Regions from separate parts of the Zea mays genome. Here region 2 is linked to region 1. Evidence: chromatin contacts called from public Hi-C data. All regions are on one chromosome and are shown on one strand. The core of a region is the stretch at or near the end of the contact, and the rest is flanking DNA. Distances in the headings are between cores, read along the strand shown. Region 1 has its middle 4.6 kb from the start of LOC118473377. Region 2 holds the start of LOC103640205 (pentatricopeptide repeat-containing protein At4g02750).

What was found. A called contact is a pair of places that touch in the nucleus more often than the background predicts.
Region 2: a contact with region 1 is called in a Hi-C map of leaf, with 5 times the contacts expected there. The contact joins the promoter of LOC103640205 here to the enhancer-like site in region 1. A contact is called at or near these places in 3 of 25 Hi-C or Micro-C datasets (ear, leaf and tassel).

Annotation. Positions count from the first base shown.
Region 1 is chr9:116,687,166-116,690,047 of Zm-B73-REFERENCE-NAM-5.0, reverse strand. No RefSeq gene overlaps it. Among protein-coding and RNA genes, the nearest start is that of LOC118473377, 4.6 kb to the right of the region's middle. Within about 2 kb of position 1,462, at least 13 of the 20 cell types and tissues checked have an H3K27ac peak or open chromatin away from gene starts, as enhancers often do. A contact at or near this core is called in ear, leaf and tassel, where this site is marked.
Region 2 is chr9:117,054,884-117,057,765 of Zm-B73-REFERENCE-NAM-5.0, reverse strand. LOC103640205 (pentatricopeptide repeat-containing protein At4g02750) reads left to right here and starts at 1,470. Exons shown (of 4, transcript XR_002265074.2): 1 at 1,470-1,664; 2 at 1,760-1,877; 3 at 2,472-2,882.

The sequences.
Region 1 (2,882 bases), core at 213-2,712:
GGCAATGAGGAATTCCCTATCGAGAAATAGCTCCCTATCCCCATCCTGCGTTTTTCTCGTGGGGATCGCCACGAATGCTTGCAAGGGACAATTCTTCCCTATCTCTATTCCACGCGGGGATAAATCCCCGACAGCGGGGATCCTAAATTATAATTATGACATATATTCATTGTTATCAATGTAAAAATATTGTCACTTAGATATACTGTCAGCTTTAAAAAGTTATTATGTGTACTCAAAATGAACACATTTATACAAATGAGTGATATCTTGATGAGATAATTATTTATTTTTATCATTAATTAGTACACGAAAACGTTGCCACGCGTAAGTTTAACGGGTCCCCACGGGGACGGGGAAGGCGTCCCGTCCCTGTTTACCCGTCGGAGAAAGAATTTTTCTTTACATACACGTGGGAAAATAAATTGTCTATCTCATCTTCTAATGAAGGAATTCCTCAAGGAGAGTCCATGATCGAGACCTACTGTCATCTCTAGCTGCTTCAACTTAGCTAAAACCAGCTAATAACTCAGGGCCTTAAGCTCCTGCGCAGGAACCGATAGTACACCGACTGATTGGTACGTACCATATGTTGAGAAACCCTAAAAGGGTTTAATGGGCTAATACCAAAACTGCCCTTAGAGGTACACAGGTTATATATATGTACCTATACCCCTCATAATAAAGATAGACAGAAAGAGCTTCCATCCACTGTGTCTCTTGTTCCTCTCTGTGTTGGGTTGCTGGGAAGGGAACGAGCTTCTAAAACTTCTCACGTCCCTACTGCTGTTGGGAGGGTTCGGAGTACGGATCGGGGATCTGCGATAACTACGTTGTTTAACACGTCATCAGCACTGCTCTACCCTGACTCGTGGATCCGATCGGCACCGACTCTCCATCACGCCGGCAGGTCTCCGGTCTTGCCAAACTGTCCTACGCGATAGATTTCGTTTCCATTCGTCGAATCAGGAATCACGGTATGAAATCTTGATTGAATCTACGATTTCCTATTCGCCGAAAATATCATCGTCTCGCGAGCAGCGCCGTCTGCGCCGGCCTAAACCTGCGTCGCGCGGTGGGCGGACCTCCTCTGCATGTCCGTATGAGACCATCATGTCTAGCCATGACGTAGCAAGTAGATAAGGATGGAATTTTTTTTTAATCAAACCAACAAAAAAAAGCTGCTGTCTGTACTGGCCGCGATGCCCACACTCCAAGAACGCATGCGTATAGCTAAACTCACCATCGCAATGCTCTATCGCAAACCACCGCATGCGGCTCGAAGTTTTTCAGCGGCTAACGGATTCCACGATTCCTTCCCTTATTTACCGCATGCACAACCGGCCAGGAGGTTCACATTTTCTTAGGAAAAAAAAGAGAAAAAGTAGGCAGGATCTTTGTGGCCCCCGCTGTTTCCTGCTGCATGCACCTGCTGCACGTCTGCCGTGCGGTTCACTTTTTCGGGAGAAAAGAAGAAAAAAGGGGAAAGGCTACCACATGCAACGTATTTGTTTGTGCCGCATGCAACCGCCGTATGCAACCCGCCGCCGATTCCTGCTGCATACACTTTCCTATGGCTGCATGCATTGCGCCATTTTTTTAATTTACTTTATGATATTTTGCTGCATGGCGCGAGTGTTTAAGTGGTCACGTTTTTAATACAATCACAATAATTTCGTCAAACCATAAAGATAACGTGACCCTAGCATGTAATCCGAATTCTTTTATTTCCGTTATAATCGTTGCACTTGAATAAATTTCCAGTGAATTTATTAGTATTGTACAGTGCAGGCTTATTTTTATATGCATTATTTATCTCATGTTTTCCTGCTGAAAATAGATAATGCAAGTTTATTTTTTTTTACATACAACCATTTAAATTTCTGTTATGGATAATTGGCACGCCTAATTAACCTGGAGTTAATTTTGCGTGACAGGCTATGGCTGAAGGCAGCAAGACTGACTTCGCGGAGCTTGCTCTGAATGGCAAGAACTACCTGACCTGGGCTGACGACTGCCAGTTTCATCTGGAGGCGATGCAGCTAGGAAAGGCGATCGTTCGGCTAAGCCCAAACGACATTGGCCTGCAGCTTCATGAGAAAGCAAAAGCTGCAATCTTCCTTAGGCGCCACATCCATCCAGACTTAAAGATGGAGTATTTGGAGGTGAAAGACCCTCTGGTACTGTGGACGAAGCTGCGGGAGCGCTTCGGTGTGCAGAAGCATGTGATGCTTCCACGGGCGCAACAAGAATGGGCCACACTCCGCTTCCTCGACTTCAAGACTGTGGAGGCTTACAACACTGTCATTCATCGCATTGTCGCTCAACTACGTTTCTGTGGCCAGATAGTCACAGACCTGGAGATGATTGAGAAAACTCTCCAGACCTTTCACCCCTCCAACATGGTGCTTCAGCAGCAGTACCGTAACAACAAGTACACGAAGTACTGTGAGCTCGTCAACATGTTGCTTGGCGCAGAGGCTCAGAATGAGCTCCTGATGCAAAACTACCAGAAGCGTCCTGTCGGCGCTGCGGTCGTACCAGAAGCACATGCCAACTTCCCGTCTCAGGGGAAGAGAGGCTCCTCCAGAGGAAGGGGTCGTGGGCGCCGCAATAATCAGGGGCCGACGAGGGGAACTTTTAAGAAGCAGTCACAGAATGGCAGCGACAGTAGCAGCAACAATGGTCGTGGCAGAGGCAGAGGCAAAGGCAAAAGTAACCCCCAGCAGGGCGATGCAAGTGCCTCAAAGCATGCTGGCGAAGGATGTTTCAGGTGCGGGTCTCAGCAGTACTGGTCCCGTACATGCACCACTGAGAAATACCTGATTGACATATATCAGGAATGGAAGAAACGCCAGAACTCAGAGGCTCACTTTATCCAG
Region 2 (2,882 bases), core at 221-2,720, 370 kb before region 1:
CAACCGAGAAAACAAAGGAACAACAAGTTATTGGAGTACTCTGCTGCTATTTTTGTCAACCGACAAAAGAAAGAGTAGGATCTTATTAGAGTATCGGGCAACATATATGTCGTCAATATTTTATTAGTGTTACGGTGATATTTTATCACACGGATTTTGCATATCATAGTAATGTTTATCATTCCGTATCTATATTTTATACTAATTTTTAATTCTTATGGTAATGACAGGCACATATCTAGTACATGCTTAAGAGTGTATAAGTTCCAATGACTTAAAATATTTTCGGACTATACTTTCCTAGAAGCACATTGTGTGATCGATAAGGAAAATGAAAAATTATGGTTTCATGCGGTAAAAACATAGCACTATACTGGTTATGTGCTTGTTTCTGGGTGTTGTCATTTGTTTTGCTATTTCTGTGAAGTTTCCTAGGAATCAAGGAAGTAGGACTCCATTGATTAATCGCTAACTCCTTTATTCATGCAGTATAGCAACTGATAAGAAACTGAACTCATCTGCGGCCAATCTTGAGATGAGGAACAGTAACCAGGGGAAGACCAGTAGACGACGCTTTAGGCAGACCTGAAGGCAAGCTCTCCCATTAATGCCATTTAAACATAGTTTTTGATAGTTTGTCGAGAAAGGCAATGTCTCACTAAAAACCAAATTTCCTGATCATAAAAAACTTGGCCAGTAGAGGAAAGACCGTCCCCACAATATTATAGTGGTATTTGGTTTCTAGAGACTAATTTGTAGTTCATCCATTTTATTTTATTTAAGTTCCTAAATCCCTAAATAGAGTTTTAGTTTCGGTATTTAGCAATTTAGAGACTAAAATAGAATAAAATGAGGAACTAAAAATTAGTCCCTAGAAACCAAACATCCTCTATATTAATAAGAACCTCAATCGAAACATCAACCGAGAGTCCATCTCACGTGCATACAACTAGAGGAACCAATGAGTAACCTTTTTAACCTCAGTCTAAAATTCGCTCCTACTTAAATTTAAAACTCAGAACTTGAGGAGTGTTTAGGGTTTATGAGTATAAGTTTGGTATTCGGTTTCGGTTTTTTACCACCGAATACCAAATTTATACTGAAGAAGGCTACATGACAACACACTACACACAATTTTAAAAAGTAAAAATTATATAGGTATAAATATTTCAAGATATATCATACATCACATACAAATAAGTGAATAACAATTTAATTGCATCATACATTTAGTTTACATAGTTAAATAGTCAAAATTTTGAATTTATAAAGTTTGGTATTCAGTTTTTTTTGGTATTTTGGTTCGGTACACAGCGAAAACCAATTACGACACTGTATACAAAAATTCTCAGATGAAAAAACCAAAATCAAACTGAACTATAAAAACTGAAATTTTGGTTCGTTTCGGTACGATTCGATTCGGTTTACGCTAAAAAAAAATGCCCACCCCTACCCTTCCCCCTCCCCTTCCTCTACTCCCGCTCCTTTTGCGCATCTTACATGCCGCCGCCGCCGCCTCCCGATTCCTGACGTCCGAGCGCGGCACGGCGGCAGTCGCGGGAGCCCCAAACTCGAGCGCGGCGACCCAAGCGCTGGCCTCTACCCTTTCTCCCTCGACTCGTTTTCCCGGCTGGCCTGCTACCGCGGATCCGGCCTCAAGTCGGGTGCAAAGTCTGACATCCCTCTCTTACTAATGTTTTTACACCAATTTCAGACATGGCATTGGTTATGCCTTGAACAATAGGCTGATAATGTGCAGACATCGCCGCCCCTGCCCCCGCTTCGTTGTCTTCCCTGACGACCCTCCCCACACGGCCACACCGTCTACTGCTGCTGCTGACCACCGTACACGCGGGGAAGAATCAGACTGCCAAACGGTTAACTTTCTCCCGTGTTGCTTCTTTGAAAATCTAGCTTACCAAGGAATCCAGCTTGGAATTGAAGCCTGGGCAAACTAAGTTGTTCGAAACAGGACCTATCACATGCAATTAAAATTTACAAACTACTAGCATATCTAATTAAAATGTCTATATCAGCTTGTCCACATCAGTATGCCATACAATCTACTAGCATTAATTTATAATAGTGTATTTTTTATATAAGCAATTATATATATTCTAATTTTTATCGTAAATCATCTGTAATTCCTATAGCAGCGTGCATCGTATGATTAGTTTACTCTAAAAACGAGGCGTGGGACATCGGGCGATTGGATGAGAGAGACAAAATTGTTGATAGGGAAAAACGAAGTGGCACTAGCCATCAAAGGAAGCGTGTTGAGATTTTGGTGACTGATGTGACGATATATGTCATGATTTTTGTTTCCTGCTAGGAGCATGTATATGTGGAGGCATCTTCATTAACCAGATCCTAAATATTTATTCTTCAATAAAAATACTATATGGGTATCTATAACCTTGATGAATCAAGTAAAATGGTAATATGAAACTAACTGCTGCTTATAATTCCAGATTCACTCCACTGAATTAAAAGACAAAGGTTGGGCCGGTCCACTAACAGTCTACCACTCATAGGCAGGACAACGGCATGGCACATCCGAGGCCGTGGTTTTCCTAAGCCCATTCCTCGCTCAACAGCAGCTGAGCAGATTAGGCATGCATGTTCTTCGATGCCGCTCGGGTTGGGGCGAATTGCGTCATACTGCACTCACCGCTCTGGGCCTTCCAGGTCCTCCCTGCCATGCATGTCGGGCGCTTGCGATGCAATAACCTCAGCAAACAGGCTGATTGGGAAGCACCTGCGTGCTGGCAGGGTGGATGCTGTGCGGGAGGTGTTCGACAAAATGCCGCAGCGGGACATCGTGTCCTGGAACTCCCTCATGGCTGTGTATGCCCGTTCTGGGGTGCATGACAGTGCAGTTA